5 separate regions of the Mus musculus genome follow, and all the other regions are linked to region 1. The links are chromatin contacts, called in public ChIA-PET and Hi-C maps. All regions are on one chromosome and are shown on one strand. The core of a region is the stretch at or near the end of the contact, and the rest is flanking DNA. Distances in the headings are between cores, read along the strand shown. Region 1 overlaps Ostm1 (osteopetrosis associated transmembrane protein 1). Region 2 overlaps Sesn1 (sestrin 1). Region 3 overlaps Armc2 (armadillo repeat containing 2). Region 4 overlaps Armc2 (armadillo repeat containing 2). Region 5 has its middle 12 kb from the start of Gm51798.

Evidence for each region. Hi-C and Micro-C count contacts between places; a contact is called where the count stands out from the background. ChIA-PET counts read pairs in DNA pulled down with a chosen protein or histone mark.
Region 2: a Hi-C map of CD8 T cells shows a contact between it and region 1, with 2.2 times the contacts expected there. The contact joins two enhancer-like sites. A contact is called at or near these places in 3 of 484 Hi-C or Micro-C datasets (CD4 T cells and CD8 T cells) and 3 of 115 datasets of contacts at active chromatin or transcription factors (astrocytes, embryonic stem cells and memory CD8 T cells).
Region 3: a contact with region 1 is called in an RNA polymerase II ChIA-PET map of memory CD8 T cells, with 10 read pairs. The contact joins two enhancer-like sites. A contact is called at or near these places in 4 of 39 promoter capture datasets (3T3-L1-derived adipocytes, embryonic stem cells, hippocampal neurons and 1 more) and 2 of 115 datasets of contacts at active chromatin or transcription factors (kidney and memory CD8 T cells).
Region 4: a contact with region 1 is called in an RNA polymerase II ChIA-PET map of memory CD8 T cells, with 6 read pairs. The contact joins two enhancer-like sites.
Region 5: an RNA polymerase II ChIA-PET map of memory CD8 T cells shows a contact between it and region 1, with 5 read pairs. The contact joins two enhancer-like sites. A contact is called at or near these places in 2 of 115 datasets of contacts at active chromatin or transcription factors (embryonic stem cells and memory CD8 T cells).

Annotation. Positions count from the first base shown.
Region 1 is chr10:42,697,807-42,700,506 of GRCm38.p6, reverse strand. It overlaps Ostm1 (osteopetrosis associated transmembrane protein 1), which reads right to left. Exons shown (of 6, transcript NM_172416.3): 5 at 2,234-2,399; 6 at 1-24. Among named protein-coding and RNA genes, the nearest start is that of Ostm1, 20 kb to the right of the region's middle. Within about 2 kb of position 1,281, at least 36 of the 459 cell types and tissues checked have an H3K27ac peak or open chromatin away from gene starts, as enhancers often do. A contact at or near this core is called in CD8 T cells and memory CD8 T cells, where this site is marked.
Region 2 is chr10:41,879,582-41,882,281 of GRCm38.p6, reverse strand. All of the region lies in intron 1 of Sesn1 (sestrin 1), which reads right to left. Among named protein-coding and RNA genes, the nearest start is that of Sesn1, 70 kb to the right of the region's middle. Within about 2 kb of position 1,326, at least 47 of the 459 cell types and tissues checked have an H3K27ac peak or open chromatin away from gene starts, as enhancers often do. A contact at or near this core is called in CD8 T cells, where this site is marked.
Region 3 is chr10:41,977,601-41,980,300 of GRCm38.p6, reverse strand. All of the region lies in intron 6 of Armc2 (armadillo repeat containing 2), which reads left to right. Among named protein-coding and RNA genes, the nearest start is that of Gm33058, 20 kb to the right of the region's middle. Within about 2 kb of position 1,265, at least 78 of the 459 cell types and tissues checked have an H3K27ac peak or open chromatin away from gene starts, as enhancers often do. A contact at or near this core is called in memory CD8 T cells, where this site is marked.
Region 4 is chr10:41,936,063-41,938,762 of GRCm38.p6, reverse strand. The region is part of intron 12 of Armc2 (armadillo repeat containing 2); the gene reads left to right. Among named protein-coding and RNA genes, the nearest start is that of Gm33058, 21 kb to the left of the region's middle. Within about 2 kb of position 1,377, at least 71 of the 459 cell types and tissues checked have an H3K27ac peak or open chromatin away from gene starts, as enhancers often do. A contact at or near this core is called in memory CD8 T cells, where this site is marked.
Region 5 is chr10:42,029,872-42,032,571 of GRCm38.p6, reverse strand. No RefSeq gene overlaps it. Among named protein-coding and RNA genes, the nearest start is that of Gm51798, 12 kb to the left of the region's middle. Within about 2 kb of position 1,376, at least 61 of the 459 cell types and tissues checked have an H3K27ac peak or open chromatin away from gene starts, as enhancers often do. A contact at or near this core is called in memory CD8 T cells, where this site is marked.

The sequences.
Region 1 (2,700 bases), core at 32-2,531:
TGGTGCTCGACTTGAGACGTTTGGCTGGGGAGAGACACAGGGCTGAGTTTAAATTCCTGCTCTCGAGGGCTTACCCAGTGCTTACATGCAAACCACTATATTGTCTATTGATTGGCTTAACATGGCTTGATCCAATTTTCCTAGACGTAAAACCTAAGGTTTTTTTTTTAATGAAGAGCATAAAATTAAATTAAGTAGAAGCTACTACCCATGACTTTGTTAAGAGCAGTACCTAATAAAACAGGCATCCACGCTTTCTTGAGCACTGCAATGTTAACGTGTACATAAAGAATAACAAGGAAAGTCCAAGCTAGAAATCAAGCTCTAAACATCTCTTAAAAGACAAGAGTGTTTACAAAGCTTCTACCCCAGTCATTGTTAATTACGAAGTCTGAAGAATTCCTCCTAAGAGCTGGACCAAGACACCACCATAGCTAATACAATCAGGGAAAGGAAAGAATACGTACCGAAGGACAGAACATTGCCTCTATTTTCAGACAAAAGCATTTTTTTTTCAAGTAGGGCACGCGGTGTGTGCCTGTGATCCTGGAACTTAGGAGATTAAGAATGGAGGATTGTGAGTTTGAAGCCAGCCTGGCCTACATAGCAAATTCCAGGCTAGCCTGTGCTACACGGCGAGACCCTATCTCAACACATTCATGCTGGGCGCCAGTTCAGTGGTAAAGGGTATTGCTAACACTTATAAAGTTCTAGCTTCAATACCTAACACCAAGCAAGAACAACAAAACACACATATTGTGTGTGTGTGTGTGTGTGTGTGTGTGTGTGTGTGTAAATGTCACAATGAAATACATTATTCTGAGTTGGCAGCAGTGGCAGGAACCTTTAATCCCAGCGGACAGAAGTGGATCTCTATGAGTTTGAAGCCAGCCTGGTCTACTGCACAAGTTCCAGGATAGCCAGAGCTACACAGAGAAACCATGAGTCAAAAATAAATAAATAAATAAATAAATAAATAAGAAAAAAAGACTCTAGTTTTAAAAAGAATGGTTCTTTTAAAGTTGAGTTATATATCACATATAGCACTATTAGCAAAATATGTAATATTCAGCTATGATTATGATGGCCATGGCATTGAGCCACTAGGTTTAAATAGAATCATGGCCCATAGCCACCTGGCGAGGTCGTGCGTTGAACAGTTGAGTGCAAATGTTTCTCATGCTCTAGAACTGAAAACCCACAGTGTCACCTGCAGTGGGAGTGGCACCCGTGGTGGGAGTGGCACAGGCTGAGATCTGAGAACTGCTGGCCTCATAGGAGGAGCTGCAGCAGGGCTCAGGCGCCTCTATTTCCTTGCCTTGTTTTAAGCTCTGCACAACTCTCAAAGACATAACCATGCCACAGAGCAGTCACATGTCATCAGTTCATGCAGGGAGGAAGGCAGGAGGTGGGGGGAGGGAGAGCAATCGGCCATGAGCATCGGCACATGAACTCTTCACTCACACGAGTATTTGGGGTTATTGTATGTGTCTGTCTGTCTGTCTGTCTTTCTCTCTGTATGGTTTTATTGTTTATTTGCTTTGGTCTTTTGCTGTGTTAATTTGTTTGTTTTTGAGTCAGGTTTGACCTGTGAAGCCATGGCTGGCTTAGAACTCGTCATGTAGACCAGGCTGGCTTTAACTCAAGGATCCATCTGCTTCTGCCTCCTGAAAGCCATATTGCCTGACATTATTTGATCCAAGATTTTTTTTCCATAAAGAATTTCACAGGGATAGTATTTTGATGCTAACATTAAAACAGACTATAGTATTCTTTTGTACAACAAATGTCTGCGAGCACTCACTATGCCCGGGCACTTTCTAGGTACTGGCAATATGACAGACGGTATACAAGGAAACAACTTCTTCTTCTGATGATCTTTATGATCCAATCAAGGGAGACGAATCAAGTAGAACAAACAAATGAGAGAGTTAAGTGACCTCAGCTGTCAGCAGCAGCAAAGCCGCCGGCTTACTGCCTGCGTGCCATAAAGAAAGAGCACAAAGTCTGGTGATGGCTCGGCAGGTAAAGGCACTAGCCACATCTTTCTTAAATAGATCTGTACCTTTCCCCTACATTATGATGATGAAGGTTGAATCCACGGCCTTGTGCATACAGGTAAGAGCTTTGACGCTGTACCCCCAGCCCCTTGACCCCGTAATCTTTTTTGACCCCGTAATCTTTTACGTAGGTGCTCGGCTAAATGGATGGATGACTACAGAAGGGAACTTACGTAGAATGAGTTTGCGTTTCTTTTGCTCTGAGTGAAGGAAGCTACTGAGGTAGAAGACGACAGGCAGGAAGAGAATGAACACAGACACAGCAACCACGGACACCGTGTCGCTGCAGGTGACCGAACAGTTGAAGGTTCGACTCCAAAGCTTCCGAGTAATGTTCATCTAGAGAAACAAATATCATATTATAGTCTCTTTACTTAAAGTTTAATTAAAGTTCTCTTTAATGTCTTAGTATATTTTTGCAATCCAAACATCATTTAAAACAGCGTTAAAAATCTACTGATAGTTGAGAACAATTTCTTCTGCTAGGAGAAAAAAAGCTGGTTTACAATTAGTAACTGTATAATATTTGGTATTATTTTATTTTGGAGACTCTCTGTGCAACCCTGGCTATTTTGGAGCTCACTCTGTAGATCAGGCTGGCCTCGAACTCAGAAAAAAAAAACAAAACAAAACACACACA
Region 2 (2,700 bases), core at 77-2,576, 820 kb after region 1:
CCTCGATTTGACTCAGGTGGAGCTCAGAAGGGGAGGGAGGGTGTGGGTGTGGGAGTCTTTGTCTCAGAGCCTCTCTCCCTGTTACTCCACCTAGTATTTCTTCTCAGATCTCTGTGACCTCCAGATCATCAGGGCTATCTTACTTTGCCCACCTGACCTAGTAACTGTGCCTCACAGTACTTGTATTCCTCTCTGGTAAGAGAAAGGTCTTAGGGCCTAAGCTAGCTCACAGTACTCACCGTGAGTGACAGTGCATTATCTCTATCTCGTTTGTCTCTTAGAGATGCACATCATTAAGCTCTGAGGGCTTGAGCTGCTGCCTCCCAGGTGCCTTTGTGTGCGCCCACCAGCAGCGAGAGCATGTAGACTTTAAAGTGGCGTGTCAATTAAAGTATTGGCTCAGTGTGGGCTTGACAACCAGTTCAATATAGTTTTGTTAAAGATATGGAGACTTGGGGGCTGCATAAGTCCTCAGAGGCAGGGCAGCTCAGCTTGTTCCAGGGTTAGCTGTTTTTAGCCTCTCCCTCCTCCTTGGGAAGCTACAGATACTTCCAGGCCGCTTTGATTTCTTTCTTGCACTGGCAAGACAAGGTTGCCGAGCAGCATGTATAACTCACTTGTTAAGTCAGGCCGGCACATGCAAGTCAGACACTGGCTGTGTACAGACCATTGTCTGACAAGACGTGTGGAACATTGTGTAACCCAGCTTGGCTTTAACTATCCACAGGGCCAGTTAGGGTGAAGTGATAGGGAGGTGGCTCTATTGAGATGAAGTTAAATAGCATCATTCAGTCAGCAGACAGTCACTTCTCAGCATCATCAAATTAAAAGGGAATGGATCAGATTGGAACTATTAGGAGGTCCAGGAGAGGCGAGTGTGGGGATTGACTGTTGGTCTTCTACGACTCTAGACGTTACCAAAGGTTTTGAGGGGACATGCTGATACAAGTCAAAGGTAGCTCAAGACACTAAATACATGACATAAGCAAGTAGAAAAGATGTCTTAGACTATGAATATATAGATATTGTGTAATTTAAAAAATAGCTTTTGGAGCTATTACTTCATTTATACCTAAATTTAAAAACTCACTCCAAAAGAGATTAAAAATGAAATCTGTATTTTAGTCTGTGCACCAGACACAATTAGAACTTAAAAAAATGTTAAGATACTGTATGCTAACTTTACAAAATGATGGGTTAAAAAACAATTCTAAACTTCAGCAGATGGGGGAGGGGAGGGAAGGAGAGGGCAGGGCAGGCAAAGCCACAGGGTGCACTTCAAATGGGTCACCCTCAACTTTTTAACTTTCTCTAAGAACAAAACACATGCCTAGCAACACATCAGCCAATCACAAAGCAGACAAACACGAAGACTTCAACTGCTCCAGATACCAATGGGGTGCAACCTTCAATTTTTTTTCTTTTAAATTATATAGTGTCAGATGTCAGAGCAGAACACAACAACTTATAAAGCAGGATACACTGTCCCAGGTTAAAAGTAACTGATAAAAATCTCTTCATCAACTCTTGAAAAAATATATTAATATCATACCAATCATTTATTTCTTTCATCTTCATATGACACATAGAATATATATTAAATAGGATATATACTAAAATTGCCATTAATGCATTTAAATAAAAATATAGAATTTGTGGAAAACTTTCTTTGTACAGGTTGGAAATAAGAGTTGGAATCTTTATAAGAAATTCTTTTTAAATGACCTAACAATTTCCAACATTCATGGGAAACTTGAATACTGAAAGGCAGCAGAGCACCTCCAAGAGTATAACAATGGTTAGATCAGCCAGACACAAACATGGCCTTCAAACTGAAGGCGGCCCAGGTCCTGTTTTTCCTCCTTGGCAGGCCACAGCCGCCTTGGACACGTTTCCTGAGGATTCTGGAGACGTTTCCAGAGTGTTGCTGGTGTCACTGTCATGTACAGTTTTTTCAGGTCTCAGCACTCCCTTACTCTGAAGGCTAATTTACAATACAGGCAGGAACAAACAAAGGTTAGGTTTCTTTCACTTTGCTTTGTCTTGCTGAATTCAGAAAGCATTCTAAAGCAATTTCCAGTATTTCCTGTGAAAATTTCCAAGGGCTACGCTTAATTTTCTCTTTAATTTATTTTGTATGTATGTATGTATTTACATGCATGTGCATGATGTCTGTTGTGGGCACATGTGCCTTGGAGTGGGTGTGAAGATCAGAGGCTAATTTTGTTCTCTGCCTGCTACCTGTCCATGGAAGATGGATGGTAGTGTAGTGTGGGTGGGGGGAGGTAGAAGGAGGCTGAGGGGGTGGGGAGGTGAAAGGGGTGGGGAGGTAGAAGGGTGGTGATTATGATGGAGTCAAACCAGGCTGAGCCATTCACTGGCCTGAGTCCCTTTTGGCACTCACTGTAAATCCTTTGCTGGGCCATGGCTGGTTGGAGAGCACATGCCTGGCATGTTTGAAACCCTAAGCCCCTACCTACTCCAACACCCACCCTGACAATTGCTAGTTTTGGTTCCCTAAATCGCAATATTGTAAGTAGACTGGCTTGACTTGCTGTGATCATCCATTATTTTCTAAATTTGTCAGACTTGTTAAAACACAGGTTTGCTAATAATAGTGCAGACTGCAGTAAAAAAAAAAAAAAAAAACAAACCAAACCAGAATGCATGTGTTATTTTTCTTTGATAATGTATCAAAGG
Region 3 (2,700 bases), core at 16-2,515, 720 kb after region 1:
AAGACAAATGTTAGGTGGAAGTCAAGGAGAGTCTAGAGTGCCACACCGAGCCCTTAGTAACTCTGTTCGACAACTTCAGGAACTGGATCCAACTTGCTCAGAAACCATTTGTTTTCTAAGTTTTCATTTTTCACTGCCGTCTTAAACCAGTATCCAGGTCTGCTGCCTTCAATGTAGACAGAAACTCACAGAAATTATAGCTTGAAGGTATCTGGAGGGTTTGTGTGCAGATTTAATATCAGTGTAAATCTAAACTTAAGTTCAAAAGCATTGCCCACTTAAATGAAGAAGGTTTTAATTCTTCAAGATTTTTTGTTTTTTGTTTTTGTCTTTAAAATAAAGAAAAAGATACAAATGTGGCACATTGTTAACATTGGACCAAACTAGTCAGGGTAGGACAGCTGTCTGTTACATTAAATGAAACTATATTATGAAAGCCCTTTAGGGACTTTATTCTGCCTGAGGAAATATGAAATAATACAGACCAATGGTTAGAAATGGTGCAAAGTCAGGCAGTGAGAAAAATGAGCCAGGGAACATTTGTTACACTATACCACTGTAACATTGTAACACTGTAACATTGTAACACTGTAACATTGTAACATTGACTGTACAACACAAGCAGCAGGTGAAACCTTAAGTTGTGGAAACAAGAGTTAGGGAGCTCTGTGTCACACCTAGAAAAACAAACATGCTGTCACCCCCATTTCAAAGGCTGGTGACCCCCCCCCCCATGGGGAAGGATCTAGATAAGGCAGGCATAAGAAGGTTTTAAGCCTTCAAGGTTTTTGTTGTTGTTGTTGTCTTTAAAATAAAAAGATACAAACGTAGCACATTATTAGCATTGAACCAAACTATTCAGGGTAGGACAGTGTCTGTTATATTCTTCATAGTTTTTTTTTTTCATTTCACACAAAAGTTTATGTCGGGCTCTATGAGTACACATCTATAATCTGAACATTTTGGAAACAGAGACAGGGTTATGAATTGCAGGCCATTCTGAGCTACAGTAAGACCTTGTCTCAACAAAAATAAAAAATGATGATAAATGATATCAATCTAGCACCGTGTAAAAGATGTTATCTTCAAACTAGCCCCTCACCAGTAAGGAGACAGTTAGTGGTCACCTGCAATGTATCTAGAACTCAGGAGAATCTAAGCCTTCCAATTCCCTAGACAACATTGTTGCTAAGGGGTTTACGTTTGCATGCTAAAAACACCAGCCAATGCTAACAATGTATCAAGCTGTTGGGTCCAAAGCTGAAAGCTGTGGTTAACAGCTATAACCACGGAGACAGCAGAATCTTCAAAAACAGGCAGTATTTCTTGCCTGACTTACCCAATTTTCCTGTTGAATCATTATTTTTATATTTAGCAAGCAGTGAACCTAGATGAAAGTCCTTTTTAAAATTTGAAGTTGTTCCCCAAGACTGGGCCACACTGTGTGTTTGTAGACATGCTTCAGTTTCTAGAATTCACTGGGGATAGGGTATGGAATGGAGGTGATGGGGGCAGTGAGGACCACATGGGGATACAGAAGCAAGGCCATAGCAAGACACAACCACATTAGTGGGGATTCCTGGGAGACGACCGAGAAGAAATTCTTATACCACAGTGTTTAGCTAACTTCTCAAAATGAGTCTGAGAAGTCTCAGAAGGGTCTGGAGGTAACTAAACTTGGGTGATTTCTGACTCATCTTGATAATCATTTCTTCCTGGGGGGAGCATGTTGACTGATTTCACTCTTCCTGGGGAACTAGTTGATCGCTCAGCTTTACATTGAAAAGCACACTGTGTAGGGGTTTCGTTTTGGTTTTTTGTTTTTTTTTTAAGACCACATGGATTTAAAGCCTGAATTTCTAGTAATTTGGGGTTTTGATGTGTTAGAGCAGGTTCCTACTCCAATAGATGATGCCACAGCTCAATGTCAGAGTCTTTTTCTCGAACCCTTTACCATATTTTTTGAGATGGTCTCTCGTTGGACATGGAGCCACATTCTGGCCACACTGAGCTGGTCAGTGAGCTCGCAGGATCTGCCTGTTTCTGCTCCTCTGCTCTGGGGTTACAGCACCATGCCTGGCTTCTTTTATATGTGCTGGGGATCCAAGCCTGGGTCCTGAAGCTTGCAGCAGCAGGTGCCTTACCCACCGAGCCATCTCCCCAACCTGCTTTCTAGCAAATTTAAGTGTTTCCTATATATGTCAAGGAAATTGACTGTTGTTGACTTAACAACTTCTGGCTTTTTGTTTGCCTTCTTCAATACTGAGTCTGTTCATATCCTTTGGCCTCTAAGTGGATTAATTACCTAGGACTATGAGCGGCGGTCTTCTTATACTGCGTGGCTATTTGTATTTACTTTTAGAATTACATGCTTGTTTGTTTTGTTTGTTTAATGTGAGTACATGGTTGCTCTCTTCAGACACACCAGAAGAGGGCATCGGATCCCATAGCAGATGCTTGTGAGCCACCATGTGGTTGCTGGGAACTGAACTCAGGACCTCTGGAAGAGCAGTCAGGGCTCTTAACCGCTGAGCCATCTCTCCAGCCCCATGTGCATGTTTTATCCAGTTCAAGCACACTCAAAAATCCAAAAAGCAGAGATGATGGTCTACAGTCTTTTGTCTGCCATTCTGAAAACCTCAACATCCCAAACGTTGAAATAGCTCTAGTGGCAATGGCAGATCCGACCAGAGCTGTAGT
Region 4 (2,700 bases), core at 128-2,627, 760 kb after region 1:
GCCTGGTCTAGAGTTCCAGAACACGCAGGGCTACACAGAGAAACTGTGTCTAAACCCTGTCTTGAAAAACAAAACAAAAGAGAAGACAGTTAATCTGGCCTACTCCAAATTTGTGAACGCATTAACTGGGAAAGGGTTTCTCTAAATTCTGAACTGTCTTCCTTACCTACAAGATGGTCCTTTGTGTGCTGTCTTTGTGTCCATGTATGTAAACCACTTATCACTTAACATTTATTGACCCAGAAAAATTTGAAACTATTATGCATATAAAAAATCATGTTGAGGAGCTGGAGAGCTGGCTCAGCGATTCAGAGCACTGACTGCTCCTGCAGAGACCCTGGCTCTGTCTCCAGCACTCCCATGGCAGCTCACGAACGTCTGTAACTCCAGTCCCAGGGTTGATGCCCTCTTCCAGCCTCTGCCGGCACCGGACACACAAGTGGTGCACAGATATGCATGCAGCCAAAACACCCATACACATAAAATAAAGATAATTTAAAAACTAGTATTGAATAAAATAAGGAGTGGACCACCAGCCTGGGTCTGGGGGAGTAACTCAGAGATCGGCACAGTGAAAGGTTCTGGGTTCAGTTCCTAGTGTCAGACCCTTCTTGTCTGTGTCTGGTTTGGGGTGCCCTGTCTACATGTCTGCCTCTAACTGGCACCTGGAGTGTATTCTCCGTGACACACACACATTTTCTAATCCTCTGAGAGAGGGCTGCCCTGAGTGCCCACTGTGTTCTCTCAGCAACACCAACATGGAGACGTGTCACCCTTCACACTGGGGACAACTTGGCTCATTGACAAGAGCCGTGTTAACGTGACATCACACTGCCATTTATAATTGTGTGTGTGTTTTAAATCAATCTATCATCTCTTTTTCTCTTTCTTTCTCTCTTTTTCCCTCCCTCCCTCTGTCCTTCTCTCCCTCTCCCTCTCTCTCTCTCTTTCTCCCTCCCTCCTTCCCTTTCCCCCCACTCTTTCTTTCTCTGTTGGTCACGTGGTCTTGCTATGAAACCTAGGCTATCATGGAACCCACCAGGCTGGCACTGACCAATACTATTCGTGCTGGGCTTACTAGTGTGAGCCTGTTGTGATTTTCAAGACTGTAGATTCTAAAATTGAAACATATACCTCTAGTCCTAGCTCTGAGGAAGCTGAGGCAGGGGGATCATGAGTTAGATGCTAGCCTGGGCTACATGAGACCCCCCCCCAAACAAAACAAAACAAAAAAAAAGCTTCATACTGACAAATGTCACCTATACCCTGCCCCCCCTCCACACACGCACACACAAAGTGATGTTATCAGGGGGCAGAGTGCTACACAGGAAGCTGTGGCCAGTTACTTCCACAGCACACTGAGGGGGAAATCCTGTACCGGACTCACTGCTGATGGGAGATGTGAAATATCTCTTCCCCATCTGCTGTTGTTTTTGTTAAAGGGGAAAAAGGAGAGAAATTACATGATCGAGTACCCAAAGCAAGCATCTGACCTATCGCTGCCCTTACAGCTGTTAAGTGTGACTGAGCATTTAGAGCAGGCTTTTCTGAGTGTGCTGAAAATGAACAAGGGGGTGGGTGGCCTTCACTTTTAATCTCTACACATCTTGCTGTGAGGATGACCCAGGAGGAATACGAATTTGTGTGTTTTTGTAAAGCCATACAATAAAAAGGACAACAGAGGTTTCTCAGTTTAATCCCAGGCTCCACACTGGAATGAATCTCTCGGGAAGCTTTGGGGATGCAGGTTGCTGGGCCTCACCCTGGCTGGTTCTGGCTGAGGTCTGGGGTGGGACCCGAGAGTCCGTCTCTAAGAAACTCCTGCCCGAGCTTGTGCTGAGCTGCAGCTGGGAGAACCTGTAACACAAATGAGGTGGTTCCCTAAGACGCGTCCTTCAGTGTGTATGAAGTGACTTTGAGATGAACCTCCAGGGGTCTCAAGTGCTAACTCAGGTCACCATGACGTAGGGTAAGCATGTTAAAGAAGGGAACAACTGACAAGACCAGCCAAGACCAGCTATGAGCTTCTCCAGTGAATGTTGGGCTGCCTCCTTGCTTTTGCTTGGGCAGCTGACAATTTTTGACCTGTTTGCTCTCTGTCTCTGTCTCTATCTCTGTGTCTGTGTTTGTGTCTCTGTCTCTCTCTGTGTCTCTGTCTCTGTGTCTCTGTCTTTCTGTCTCTCTGTCTCTCTGTCTCTGTCTCTCTGTCTCTCTGTCTCTCTCTCTCTCTCTCTCTCTCTCTGTGTGTGTGTGTGTGTGTGTGTGTAAGTGTGTGCCCGTGGAGGTGGAAGGGGGGTTGGTGTCACATTAAACATGTGCTCTCCCACTGAGCTCTCCCTAGCTACAGAGACAATTTCTCAGGGAAAACAAGATGTTATGTTACGTTGTGTTAGACTCTTCTCCCAATGTTCTCTGCCAGACTTTTGTCAAAACAAGTTGTCCTGGGACCAGCTGCCATCCTTGGCAGGCATGCAGCACCAATCAGAGTAGCCCATGAGGGAGGAATGAGGTGGGGCCCTTGGGACCTTCAGAAGGACCTGCCCGGGGGGAAATCTCATGGACCACAGTTAGCTAGCCAAGCCCCCAGCTCTTGATTTGTTGCATGAGACAAGCACATTAAATGTCATTAAAACGGTCCAATGTTCCTGTAGATTTTCCCTTTGAAAGAGCACAGATGTGTGTAAATGTGTGTTTAGCCAC
Region 5 (2,700 bases), core at 127-2,626, 670 kb after region 1:
GCTACTGGCAGGTACCCTTGACCGCTGTATCATTTACCTGACTCAGTTCATAAAGTGGATGGATACGCTGCTGTACTCCGCTTAGGCCACCACCCTCACTAGACATGCAGAGGCCGCTGGCTTACACACATTGTAACATTTGTGTTGTGTTTAACGGGTCCAAAGTGTCCTTCTTTCAAACCACTTTTAGAGCATCCTTCTTTTAGGTTGTTGATGCCTATAAATGTATCTCCCTCGGGCTGATACCACCTGATACCACCGTGTGGTTGCTGCCGCTGCCAGATCAGCGCCCCCCCCCCCCCCCCGATTTCAGCAGTGGGGCAGGTTTGAAATAGCATCTTTAATAAAAGGGCAATGGGCCTTACCGCTGTTTCCTTTTGTAGATTTTAGTTATTATTGGGGCTTTCCTGGGGTTCTGGCTCTGAACGATCCTGTCAGGCATTGGCTCAGTGTTTCTCTGCTATTCAGAGATGGCACCAGGCCCATGGGGTTGAGAGTGTAATACAGATGTGTGCGTTATCAGGAATGTTCCAAAAAGCACCTCGTGGTTTTCTCTGGGGTTCATTTTTGTTTGTTTGTTTGTTTTTGTTTTCTTTTTTTGTTGTTTTTTCTTTGGGGGTTTGGGGGGGCTGTTTTGTTTTGCAGAATTAACCCTTTCAGGGGGGTTATTGTCCTCAGTTGTCTTAGTTATGTGACAGGAAGGCCTTAGGGTGGGGATCTCTTCCTTCATCTGGAAACTTAATTTCAAATCTTACGCTTACTGCATAATGAAAAATGCCCAGGAATTGTGTGAAAGTAAGGATGAGCTGTTGCCCTGACATCTGAAAATTTTGAAACAGGTGACTATTACAGAAGCCTATTAGCTTTTCGGGACTCCCTTCCCCACAAGTTTTAAGTCAATGATCCCTCTTTCTTCCTATATTTTCTCTGCTGCATATATGATCAGTGACCTTAAAAAGCAGTCATTCAAAAACTATGTTTGGCAAACACAGCTTAATTTTCAAGTCTGGTGCAGAGTTTCTCACAGAGAGCTGGGGCCCTGAAGACAGAACGCGCTCTTTTGAGCTGCATTTTGAAAAGGGAAGGGAACTGTAACTCATTCCTTGTGGTAGAGGACAAGCAATGACTCTCGGCAATGGTCTGGGGCTCCGACCTGCCACTGCCACCGTAAAGACCCGGCTCGTGGGGCTCCGACCTGCCACCGTAATGATCTACCTCCGTGGGGCTCCGAACCGCCACCGCCACCTGGCTCCATGCCCTTTCCCTCCTAGCCTCCGAGCAGCTTCTCTGGCTGCCACGTGACCCCAAGAGGCCATTTCATGTGTTCCCACTGGGTACCACCTCTGCTGTGCCCTCTGGTGGCCTTGGCTCACCACTGCTGCTGCCTCAGCAAAGTTTGACCTTGGCGCTATCAAGAGCCATCTCTCCTCTCTACTCCAGCCGCTCATGGGAGTCCGGGTGCCTGCTGACGCTGCTCCAGCCGAGAGGGAGTGATTTGTCTCCTCAGCTGGCCACAGCAGTCCACCCTGCTCCACTCTCCAGTAGCTTACACACTGAGACCCTGAAAACCACGCTGGTTCCCCAGGCCCTGCATCATTTAGGTGACCACAGTATACCACTGCCTCAAAAAATATTTCTCCTCTTTTCAACAGTCCAGACGAGATAGACCAAGCCAAAGAATGAAGCTTAGTTATTACACCACATGTAAGAGGAAACTCAAAATAGATCAATAGCTTATGTCAAGAGCTAAACCAATAAAACTTTTAGAAGAACACAGGAGGAAAGCATCATGACCTTAATGAAATGGGGTCTTGGGTCTGGGATCAAACGCAGAAGCAATACACAGGGGCTGGGGTAAATTAGACCCTAACAAATCTAAGAACCTGTAACATTGAAGGATTTTATCAAGAAAGTGAAAATAACCACTAGGGAATGAGCAGGGTGGCAACTCAGACAACAGTCTGAGCAAATCCCAGCACTTGGGAGGCAGAGGCAGGTGGATCTCCAAGTTTGAGGCCAGCCTGCTCTACAGAGTGAGTTCGAGGCCAGCCAGAGCTGCCCAGAGAAACCCTGTCTCAAAAACAAACAACCTCTGCCCCTACCTCCCAAAACCCAATAGAATGGGAGACTCTGCCAATTCCACACGGGATGTTGTGTGAATATTCCTCAGGAGGTGTGACCAAATGTCTGTTCACTACAGTTGGGGCACCAAGGAGAAGTAAGGAAACCACTCCCCCAAAGTCTTACTTGCTGAACAAATGAGTTTATTACGGTTATTGGCAGAAGCATGGGTGACCAGTTCCATCACCCAAAGTCTCCTACCCCAGCTAGCAGTGCATGTAAGCCACATCCAAGAGCCTGTAGCCCAGTTTGTAGGCAGCAACACCAAAAAGGCTCCGCTCCAGGGCAATTGCTGTGGGAGGGATTGTGTGTGAGGCTAGTAGCTTTCTGAGCTTCCTGTAATGTTCCTGAGCTTTCTAAGCCTTCGAGTTTTCCCCTTCCTCTCCCCAGAACAGAATGCTTCAGTTTGGAGAAGATAGCTGCACAATCTGTAGGAAGGGTCTAACGTCCAAAATAATAGTCTTCATTTCTCAATAATGAAAAAGCAAACAAACAACCTTTAAACTATCAAAGCACTTGGGTTAGCATTTCTCCAAGATACACACACACACACACACACACACACACACACACACACAC